2 separate regions of the Callithrix jacchus genome follow, and region 2 is linked to region 1. Evidence: chromatin contacts called from public Hi-C data. All regions are on one chromosome and are shown on one strand. The core of a region is the stretch at or near the end of the contact, and the rest is flanking DNA. Distances in the headings are between cores, read along the strand shown.

Region 1 (5,828 bases), core at 2,091-4,590:
CGTGTTGGCCAGGATGGTCTCCATCTTTTGACCTCATGAACCACCTCACCCAGCTCAAAATTTATTTTCATAAGCTCATCAGATGGCTTTAAACTTGGTGTGCTGGTAGTGGGATTAAAGTGCAGACTTTACTCCTTGGAAAACTTCCCTTTCTTCTAATTATTTTATTACTTTAAGCTTTCTAAATTGTCTCCATTACTTAGAAATTTCTTCTCATAGCAAAATAGTTATATAAAATTTTAGAAAATTTATAGTTTAACAAACACTCTTAACTAATGATAAAGATGGATCAGTTAAAGTTTACAAATTACTTTTAAGGCACACATTGCTAAGTGGTGGAGTTATGGGTATGAATTCCTTTTAGCCCTGTAGCTAAATATCAAGAGACTACATGTTCAGCCGTAAAACATTAGCCTCTGCCAACATTACATCAGCTCCACAAAACCTCACTGGCTAATTATCCCTTGGGACTAGGACATGGATTTGGCAGCTTGTGAAAGCTGCTTTTTCCAATTTCTCCCTTCCTGGCTGTGACATATCCCAAAGGAATGAAGTTGAGAAATCATCTTTTGAAAGCTTTCAACCTCTCATTCCCACAGTGGTTCTCATGGTTAGGGATAGAAGATCCCTTCTTCCACTTGAGGAATCCCTTCAGCTTATGATGCATTCTTTAAGCAGTAACGAAGGTACACTGAGTGAGCCGTGGAAGGTGATGGCAAAGATCCTCATCTTCTTTATGTTACCAAAATTGTAGAAGCTGGAAGACGGGCACTGGAACCCATGTGTGGTTTTCATCTGTGTCCATTGACATTAGCTGTTAGAATTAGTATTGTCATTTAAGATATCCTTTAATGAGTGAGCACTTGTAAAACAACTTTTTTGAGGACACCCTTGGCTAGCAAAAAGAACTGTATGATCTTAATCTCTTTTACCCTCAGCTTACTTATCCTAAAATAAAGATATGATTCTTGCCTTATTTTCCTCACAAGGGATTATAAGGATGGAAGGAGATAACACATATGAATTTAATTTCACTGGTGGCCTCTAGCCACCCTATACATATAATGGGCCAGTTCTAGGCTTCATCTTACCTGTTCGGTGTTTTCTTCTCATTCTATACTACTCAGAGTTCTTCACATAATCTTGGTTAACCTAAGCATACAATAAATTTATTAGAAAAGTATTAGTGCACAGCCTTAAAAGGAAGGCTGGATAACACAGTTTAGAAAATGAGCAGAAATTGAGTGAGGCAAGACTTGGTGAAGACCGTATAATGGGACCAGTCAGCTGAGGACTCTGTCTCTAGCACTGCTCACTGGACCTTCTCTGCCACTGCTGCTGGCCTGGTCTTCCATGAACATCTGCTGCTGTTGGCACTGCCACCAGTAGGCACTTGCCACAGTGCCATGAATAATTTGTTTATATTTTCCACATTTGTTTTATTCTTTCAATATTTGAAGATCTACATAGGAGGATCTTATTGACTTGGGTTATATATTTGTGAACTAGATGCCAGGGAACAGAGAGAGGGAATTTCTGTTAACTGTCAGTTCCTCTAATGGGAAAAGGTGACTGCGTTCCCCCATCTTAGAATTTCCTCCAAATAGGAAAGTATTCAAATGTGATGTGTGTATTTATATCTATATCCCTGACCTATTTCCTGAGTTCTAGATTCAATTAATTCACTAATTTCTTCCTGCATGCATTTAAACTGATACCACCATTCCCGGTGACTATCCCCAAGCCTGCATTCCCTAATTTATAGTGCCAGTTGCCCTGGCCAGGAAAATTAGGAGTCAGTTTCGATTCTTCCTTTCTGGTTGTACTCGTCACATCTATTTGACTTCTTAGTTCTCTAGATTTTACTTCTACCTTGACCTCTTATATTTTGTCTCTCCGCTCTATATCATATTCTCAGGATTTTTCCTTGTGGTTTCAGGGGCCTTGTTATTGGGCTCCCTGGCTATAGTTCAACTTTCCTCTGATCTGTTCATTCAGCTGCTAGGATACTTTTGCTGACTACCAATTCTAATCCTTTTCTTCTCCCGCTCACAATTCCTCCATTTCTTGTGAGGTAAAACTTAAACTATTTTATTTGTCTGGTCTCTGACTAAGTGGTTATCTCATATCACTTCCAAACTCACAGTCTCCAGCAGTACTGACCAGTTTTTGGTTCCCGGAACACTTTGTGCTTTTAACTCTCTGTTCCTTTGCATATTACTGTTCCTCTTTCTGCTTGCCAGCCTTCTCATCCTTCAGGTCTCAGTTTAAGGGTTACCTCTTCTGAGACTTGTGCTATCTTGGATTCCCGCAGAAACTGAGGTGCGCCTTCTGCTGTGCTCTCCCTAGGTTCACTGGGAGACCAGAAAGCGATTGTTTGCTGCATTTTCATTCCTAGCAGGTCTCATTGTCAGAAGAATGCCCCATGCAAGCAGGGGTGGTATCTAATTTCTGTATTCCCAGTTCCTAACACATAGCAGGTACATAATACTTTTTATTTAATGATTCAATGAAAGCACTTTGAGAATTAAAGCACCGTACACATGGCATATTCATCACCGGCATTTTCTTGTAAGCATTTAGGCCCTTTTTAACTCTAAAATTCTGTATATATTAATCAGTTTCTGGGGAGCAGTTTGGGTTTTATTTCATTCAATTATTTATCTGCTAATGACCAGAGGTCCAAGAACCCTACCTACCCCTCACAGGAGTTTGCCTTCTTTGTGATCAGCCTTATATATTCTTATACTAAGAAGTTGATTAAATGTACTTGCCTTTAGTTTCCCCAACCTCTCACTTAATATACATTTTAATCCTGAATCGTGATTTGCTTCATGTGTGAACCATTCCTTACCCCCAACCACTAATTCAGTCACTTTGCTTTAGTTGTCCTAGTTATCGTAAATTATACAGTGACTGGAGCCTTACACTGTACTGGTATTCTAGAGATTATGTAGAGAATCTAGAGAAATATCTTGTCAGTTTGACTGGATTGCTAGTTCTACAGTTCTTTTTCTCATCCCACAGTTCTCATTTGGGTTCTGTACTCCCACTGGGGGCCTTGGCAGAGCAAACAGTATATAGTTTAACTTCACTTTTCTTTTTTTTAAGTACTAGGCTGCTGTTTCTTGATTTACTGCACTGGGAGGAATACGTTTTGATTTTTTTCTTTTTCTTGTTCCTCCCTCAGAGGGAGCCTGCGTCATTGAGAAATGTTTAACCTCATGGCCTCAGACTGAGGCTGGAAATTTGCCTAAGGGAACTTGAAGCTGGCAGTATTTTTACTCAAATTCCTCCTCATGAGGAGGGGGATTTCAGCAGGACCTGCCCAAACAAGAAGATTTTGGGAAATTTTTAGTAGCAAAGCTGTTGCCATCAGATTACTGAAAAAGTTTTCTGGAGATAAGCTTTCTCCACTAGGAGAAAGCAGTAACTTCTATCAGGTAAACAAAAATTCAGACCCCGAAACTTAGCTTTTCAGTTGTGTGGTATGTTGTTACAAGAAAACTTTGACCAGCTCGATGAGAAAGAGAAGCTTCCGAGAAAGTTTAGAAACTCACTTAGGGAAAATAGCCTTAGGCTGAGGCAAATCTCTGTCGGCTATGGGGAGAATTTGGCTTTTTATCAACCCTGGATTATCCTAAGAGTAGGTCACAACAGGGTTATTTTTGGCAGATCTTTCTTTCAAGCACTTAATGATATTGGCATTATTTTCTATTTACAAAAGTACTTTGTTGACACAAACAACATATTTGCCCAGTAAGAGTTAGAATGGATGATCTTTTGTGCCCAAACACTGATTTCCCTAATACAGGAAGGTGTGAACCAGAAAATGTTTAGAATGTGACTACCTCTGCTTATTTTAATCTTTGTGTCACAGATGAGGAAAACTTGTATAGTTATTTGCCAATATGAAATGACAAACTGAGCAGGCACTGGACTCTGACAAAGGAAGAATTGTATAAACAATTTGTGACAGCTTTGTGACTTCCTAGAAAATTGGAAACAATTGCTCAGTACTAAATACAAGTACAAGCATTGCTGCCTACTCTGAAAGATAGTTGGACTTGTCTACCATCTTTTCTTTCTGTGTAGTGTATTTTCTACTGTTAGCTGGATGTTTGAGGGTTGAGCTATTGATACCAGCACCTTGTTAAAAGCTACTATGAACATGAAGAGAAACGTGGTAATCTTAAAAACCAAGATCTTTATTTATTTTTGGTAGAGACAAGGTCTCCCTATGTTGCCCAGACTGGTCTCAAACTCCTGAGCTCAAGTTATCCTCCAGCTTTGGTCTCCAGAAGTGTTGGGATTACAGGTGTGAGCCACCAAGCCCATCCGGAAGCCAAACTCATACTTTGCAGAAAAGTGTCCTTAAACCACAGTTAATATTATAAGAACATATTACTAATGTTCTTCCACCTTAAAGAAACTTCCAGTTGAGAGACAGCCTCAGTTGTGAGGCCAGAGATTCCAATATGAACTGAATATATTATATCCATAGAAAGTGGTAATGAGTGTAAATAAATCTTTTTTTTTTTTTATTTTTAAACACAGAATCTTAATTCGTTGCCCAGGCTGGGATGCATTGGCGTGATCTCAGCTCACTGCAACCTCTGCTTCTCAAGTTCAAGCAATTCTCCTGCCTCAGCCTCCTGAGTAGTTGAGATTACAGGCGTGCACGACCACACCTTGCTAGTTTTTTTGGTACTTTCAGTAGAAATGGGAGATGGGATTTCACCATGTTGGTCAGGCTGGTCTTGAACTCCTGATCTCAAATGATCCACCCGCCTCAGCCTCCCAGAGTGCTGATTACAGGCATGAGCCACTGTGCCCAGTGTGTAAATAAATCTTACTGGGAATAGACAAACCCATTTTTTTCACATCCTATCAGCATCTGTGATTTATTTTAATTTTTTGTTACTTAATCAAATTGGGGACGAATCAGATTGTCTTTAGTTGCTATTAGGATAAACTTATTTTGCCTAGAAGCCACTATGCTAATCTTAATAATAGCACCTGTGCCCAGGTACTGTTCTACATGCTTTATATATAAATCAACTCTTTTTTTTTTTTTTCCCGATACAGAATCTTTCTCTGTCATCCAATCTGGAGTGCAGTGGCTCAATATTGGCTCATTACAACCTCTGCCTCCCAGGTTCAAGTGATTCTCTTGCTTCAGCCTCCTGAGTAGCTGGCATTATAGGCACCTGCCATTATGCCCCCCCCCTTTTTTTTTTTTTTTTGAGACAGTCTCACTCTGTTGCCCAGGCTGGAGTGCAGTGGTGCAATCTCAGCTCACTGCAACCTCCCTCCACCTCCCAGGATCAAGCAATGCTCCTGCCTCAGCCTCCTGAGTAGCTGAGGTTACAAGCGTGTACACCATGTCCAGCTAATTTTTGTATTTTTAGTAGAGATGGTTTTTCACCATGTTGACCAGGCTGGTCTTGAACTCTTGACCTCATGATCCACCTGTCTCAGCCTCCCAAAGTGCTGGGATTATAGGGGTGAGCCACTGTGCCGAGCCTAAATCAACTCTTTTAATCCTTGAAATAACCCAGTGGTTCTTGACAGACTCGAGTGATCCACCCACCACAGCCTCCCTAGTAGCTAGGACTACAGGCACCCTTCTAATTTTTTTTTTTTAGACAGAGTCTCACTCTTTTGCCCAGACTGGAGTGCAGTGGTGCAATCTCGGCTCACTGCAACCTCCACCTCCCAGGTGCAACAAATTCTCCCTCCTCAGGGTCCTGAGTAGCTGGGATTACAGGTGCCCACCACTGTGCCCAGCTAATGTTTTTGTATTTTTAGTGGAGAGAGGGTTTTAT
Region 2 (5,652 bases), core at 140-2,639, 120 kb before region 1:
CAATGGGCAGTCCCAGAAGCCTTTGAGGGGGAAAAGAGGGTCATAGTGAGGATATACCCTGGAATGTAAAGTGAGCGGCTCCTTTTCAGTCTTTGTGTCTATTCACGGGTCCGCCCCAAACCTAGAAGAATGCTCCTGACCCCTTCTTCCTCTACCTACTGTTATTCCTTCCTCTGACTCTGTCTGGTGACCCTATCCCCGGACGCCTTCCGGAAAGCGCTTCCCCCCTCTTTTCCACCCCACCGAGTTGGAGTTATTTCTCCTTTTCTGGGCTCTCTCCCATTGCTGGGGAGGAAGAGGGACATGAACGGCCTGCCTGACCGCGGCTTTCGTCGCAATGGGCCTGGATTACTTTGTTTCTCTCTCCCCTTTTGCCTCTATCCTTTCTCCCTGTTGCAGTCATGGACTTCACACATTTAAAAAAATAGATATATATTCACAAATACAGTTTTTAAATCGGGCAGCCACCCTGCTCCCCGCCCCCCGCCCCCAGCCCAGAATAGGTTTAGAGAGGTGTCCGGGTTCACTTGCTGAGTGTGTGGCCTCTGCGCCTAAGGCGCGCCCCTTCACTACACGAATGGGTGCGGCAAGGGTATAGGATTTTAGAATTCCAAGAGTCGTCGGGGTTCATCCCGTGGAATCCTCCTTTTGCAAATGCTCTCTTGGAGTCTTCCGATGCAAGCTCTTGGGCTCACGCAGCCCTTTTCCTCTTCCAAGCCCAGAGCACTTTCGCTGCTGCTGATCACCACGGTCTTGGCAGGTAGGGAGGGGCAGGCAGGTGTCAGCGTCTTCCCTTTCACCGTTGGGGAAATTGACTCAGAGAAACAAGGTGACGGACCTCGGCGGGGCGGGACTGTAACAGGAATTCAGGGCTCCAGGCCAGAGAGGAATTTATTGTGTCTCGTTTTGGAAGCGTGAATGTGAAATGATCGACTTCGGAGTCCCAAGCGGAGACCCTTCAGCCCCGGAGAAGAATCAGGATGGGGTCTGGGATTAATGGAGTAATTACTCGCGGCTGAGCATTGATCCCTTGGCAACTTGGCAAGGTCCGGCAGGGTCCACCGCCCTTTCCTTCACAGGGTGACCAGTGGGCTGCGGCCTCTTTAAGGCCCAGCGCTCCGCCCCCGGCTCGTCGCCGACCTCTTCTTCGCAGCTCAGCCAGTTCCAGACTTTCCTCAGCGATGAGGTCATCTTCCCGCTGCCCATTGGCTGCGACGTGCAGTCAGTCACAGGAAGTCACGCCGCCGTCCTCGCCTTCTTCGTGCCGCTTCCTTCTCTGCCCGCCCCATAGTCCGCCGATCACGACCCCGATCAGGCCTATGATTGGCTAGCACCGCCGTCACTTCTCTAGTGGGCGGTCTTCAGGGCGGGAGGCGGGCGTGGTGGGCGGGCCCGCAGCTTCCGCGGCTGCGAGGAGCCGGCGGTAGCAGCGTCTGTGGTGGCCGCGGCAGCTAGAGCGACGGTCCCATCCTCACCACCTTCTCGGTTGCTGCTGGCCACTCGCCTTCCGCTGTCGGCGACTTCTTAGCTCCGTGCGCCCTGGATGGACGTTGAGCCTCTGGAGGAGACGCGGACGGCTAGAGCCGGAGTGGGGCGAGCCGCGGAGCCCGGCCAGGAACAGCGAGAGGCGGTGAGTGAGAGTCCAGGCTGGGGACCCCTCCCCCACCGCGGCCCCGCCCCGCCCGGAGCATCCTTTCTCCCCGCGACCCCTCTGCGAGCGCCCCCCGGGGGTCGGGCGGGGCGGCCCTCGCGCCCCCGGCCCTCTTCCCGCCGGCCTTCTGCCCCTGCTCTCGGGACGCGAGTCGCTGAACCGCGGTCACTGTGTCGGGGCCGGGGCCGGGGCAGGGGCCGGGACCGGGACCGGGACCTAGGCGGGCGGGCGGGGCAGTGCACCTGTGCACCGCCTGGCGGGGCCGCGGTGCTCTGGGCGGGAAGCACGAAAGTCCTGGCCCTCGCAGCTCCCCGGGTGTGTTTTGATTGCAGCGATGAGGTGTCGGCCTTTTCTCTGGGATCTCGTACAAACCTTCAGGATCCAAGTGCATTCTTGGGGATTCCCAGGCAGGGAGGCTCAGCTGTAGCAACCTAATCGCAGCCAGGTGTACAGGGCTCTGCAGATCTGAAACTTGATGGTCAAGAACTTTACCCTCTAAGAAAGCGTCTGTCTGCCAGGACGCTGGTTGCAGCCCACCCTCCCCGCCTCGGGTACCTTTGATACTCCATAGTGCCCAGGGCTGGACCTTTTAAGTCGACTCCCAAACCTGCCACTTACTTGCTAGCTGTGTAATCTTGTGCCTTGGTGTCCTCGTCTGAAAAATGAGAACGTTAATACCACCAATCGCATATGGCTGTTTGTTGTAAGTGTGAAATGAAATAATTCACGTGAAACGTTGGACACAGTGCTTGGCGCTAGTAAGGGTACAAGAAATGTTTGCTTTTGGGATGTTGAGAATGACTGGTTTGCCCCAGTGTACATTAAGCACTAGCCCAGCTTGGCTTTGTCAAGATTTCTCTCTCGTCTCCGTTATGCAGCATAACGAAAGGGCAGTTGAACGGTTAACTGCTTGCCAGCCTCTATTTGGCATGAAGTGTGTGTATATACAGGAATGTGGAATACATCACTTAAATGTAATAATGGAATTACCCCCTGCATATATTTTTGTATGGTTTTAAACTCATAAGACGTCTGGAATGTCCCCGAGTTCCAAGTTTTTGAGATCTTTACAGGGTCTTTTCTACATGAAGCCAAAGCTTGTAACATAAGACTTATTGTTAATAAGAAGTTAAACTTACAGGTTTTACTTCAGAAGACCCCTCCCAAAACTCCAAATGTCACTTACGCAGTTTTACTGTTGAAAAGCAGTCATCTCCCGGGGGTGAGGTGGTACAGCCAGCTGGCCCACAGCCCCATGACTGCAGGGTGGGGAACCTTTGGCTGGAAGTTATTAAACTAAGTTTTGCCTGATGTCGTTTGCATATTTCATAGCGAATGTTACTGTTTCTTTATGTTACTGTTTCTTACTGAATGGTTTAGAAAGAAGCAATCCATTACTGCATTATTTAAAAACACCTGCAAAGAAAAAAATATCTGTAGTTTAGCTCTGGTGTTTCAGTTTTTGGCCAATAACTGTTAAGAAGGGCCCCTTTTTGGGCTGGGCGCGGTGGCTCACGCCTGTAATCCCAGCACTTTGGGAGGCTGAGGAGGGTGGATCACGAGGTCAAGAGATCGAGACCATCCTGGTCAACATGGTGAAACCCCCGTCTCTCCTAAAAATACAAAAAATTAGCTGGGCATGGTGGTGCGTGCCTGTAATCCCAGCTACATGGGAGGCTGAGGCAGGAGAATTGCCTGAACCCAGGAGGTGGAGGTTGCAGTGAGCCGAGATTGCGCCATTGCACTCCAGCCTGGGTAACAAGAGTGAAACTGTGTCTCAAAAAAAAAAAAAGAAGGGCCCCTTTTTAAGAAGGCTTTCAAAAGTCACATCCACTAGAATAAGTAATTTAGAGTCAAATCAAGAGAAGTGGAAGAGTAATATATATCCCATCACCCAAAAGTATTTACTGGGGACTTTTCCTGTCCTTAGTACTCTGCCAGATGCTATCAGGGAGTGATCTGAAAAAGTATGAAATAGGATCTCAGCCTGTAAAGGGCAAAACCATAAAGTTTGGGTCCACCTGGTAGTAATTACAAGTACTACTTAAGGGATGACTTCATTTATTCATTCAGCAGACTTTTTGTTCCACGTTTGTATTGTGCCAGGTGTTTTTCCAAGGGCTGGGGCTATCAAGGTAAGTGAGATATGAGATATGGTCTCTGTGCATGAGGCGCTCACAGTCTACTGGGAGAGGCAAAAAAAAAATGAGATTGTAACGTACGGAAATAAACTCTTAAGCACATATCCAGACTTTAATGGGAGATTCAAGGGAGCTTTTTCCTGCAGATGTATGGGAAGGCTTCAAAGAAGATGGCATTTGGGCTGAATGTTAACTCAGATGAAGGAGAGGAAAACCATTCCAAAGACAAATCACAGCTTAGAAAGGTTTCCTGATAGGCTTGGCACAGTGGCTCACACCTGTAATCAATCTGAGCACTTTGAGAGGCCAAGGCAGGAGGATCACTTGAGGCCAGGAGTTGGAATTGAGACCAGTTGGGCAACATAGTGATAGCTTGTCTCCACCAAAAAATTAAAGAATTAGCACGCATGGTGGTGTGCACCTGTAGTCCCAGCTACTCAGGAGACTGAGGTGGGAGGATCTCTTGAGCCCAGGAGTTTGAGGTAGCAGTAAGTTATGTTCGCACTGCACTCCAACCTGGACTTGCAGTGAGACCCTGTCTCAAAGAAAAAAAAAATCCTGATAAACCTTCTAATACACCAGTTATAGGCCCCAAGGAGGGAGAAGGGAACTAACATTCCTGATGCCCACTACACAAAAGCTAGGCTTTTATTCTGTTGCATAAGGATAGGGAAACAGGCTGCAACTAGTTAAATAACTCATTTAGGGATACAGAGTTAACAGAACCAGGACTCGAATCTCTGACTTAAAAATACGGTATGTTCTTTTCCTTTCAACCTGCTTTTGTAGGGGTAAATATAAGAGAGGTTAAAAAGTTCTATGCATCGGCCAGGCGCAGTGGCCCATGTCTGTAATCTCAGTCCTTTGGGAGGCCGAGATGGGCAGATCACCAGAGGTTGGAAGTTTGAGACCACCCTGACCAACATGGACATACCTCATCTCTACTAAAAAACATGCACAAAATTAGCCAGGTGTGGTGGCACATGTGCGTAATTCCAGCTACTCAGGAAGCTGAGGCAGGAGAATCGCTTGAACCCGGGAGGCAGAGGTTGCAGCGAGCTGAGATTGTGCCATTGCACTCCAGCCTGGGCAACAAGAGCAAAATTCCGTCTCAAAAATAAAAAGAAAGTTCTACCTATATTATTATCATTTTACTATTACAGATTACTTTCTGTGAAATAAATGTTTCATATTTGATTTAGAATCACTAAGGTGATATAATAAATAAAACTTACCTTTATTAAATGGTATATATTTTATACCTATAAATTAGGTGGCATTTCCTAAAAAGTATGGCCTGTGGAAACATTCAGTAAAAATGGAGTACCTTGATATATACAGATTGTATATGAAGCACTTTACTAACTCTGTTAAAGAGGTATAAACTTTCTTCGAGAGTGCAGCTTACTTAAGTATATTTAAAAAGAATTTGTAGATGTATGGCCATTTAATTTCCAAAGGGGAAATTAGAATTTTTAAGTCATATTAACAAAGATGGTTGTATTACATTTAGGGAAAACACTATAGCAAGCCCATATACTAGCAGGCTCCCCAAGGGTGAAGATATCTGTTTTTCTTCCCAGCTTCTAGAGCAGTTCTTGGCACATAACAGGTACTCAGTAAATATTTCTTGAATATAAGATGAACATGAACAAATATATGTTTACTCCATGTTCTTGTGTCTGTATATATATTTATATAAATGCTGGGGTTGGTAGTTGGAATTAATAAACATAAGGAACATTTTCATCTACTGAGAAAAAACCTTGGTCAGGAGGTTATATTTCACATCTTTGAAAGAGAAAAGAGAAGACGTGGATGGGTATGGACAAAATGGTATAAGCTTGGGGAGTAGTTTTT

What was found. Hi-C and Micro-C count contacts between places; a contact is called where the count stands out from the background.
Region 2: a contact with region 1 is called in a Hi-C map of skeletal muscle, with 5 times the contacts expected there. The contact joins the promoter of MRTFA here to the enhancer-like site in region 1. A contact is called at or near these places in 2 of 3 Hi-C or Micro-C datasets (both in skeletal muscle).

The regions. Positions count from the first base shown.
Region 1 is chr1:191,224,638-191,230,465 of calJac240_pri, reverse strand. All of the region lies in intron 3 of MRTFA (myocardin related transcription factor A), which reads left to right. Among named protein-coding and RNA genes, the nearest start is that of MRTFA, 120 kb to the left of the region's middle. Within about 2 kb of position 3,340, at least 9 of the 16 cell types and tissues checked have an H3K27ac peak or open chromatin away from gene starts, as enhancers often do. A contact at or near this core is called in skeletal muscle, where this site is marked.
Region 2 is chr1:191,340,093-191,345,744 of calJac240_pri, reverse strand. MRTFA (myocardin related transcription factor A) reads left to right here and starts at 1,389. Exons shown (of 14, transcript XM_078334625.1): 1 at 1,389-1,630.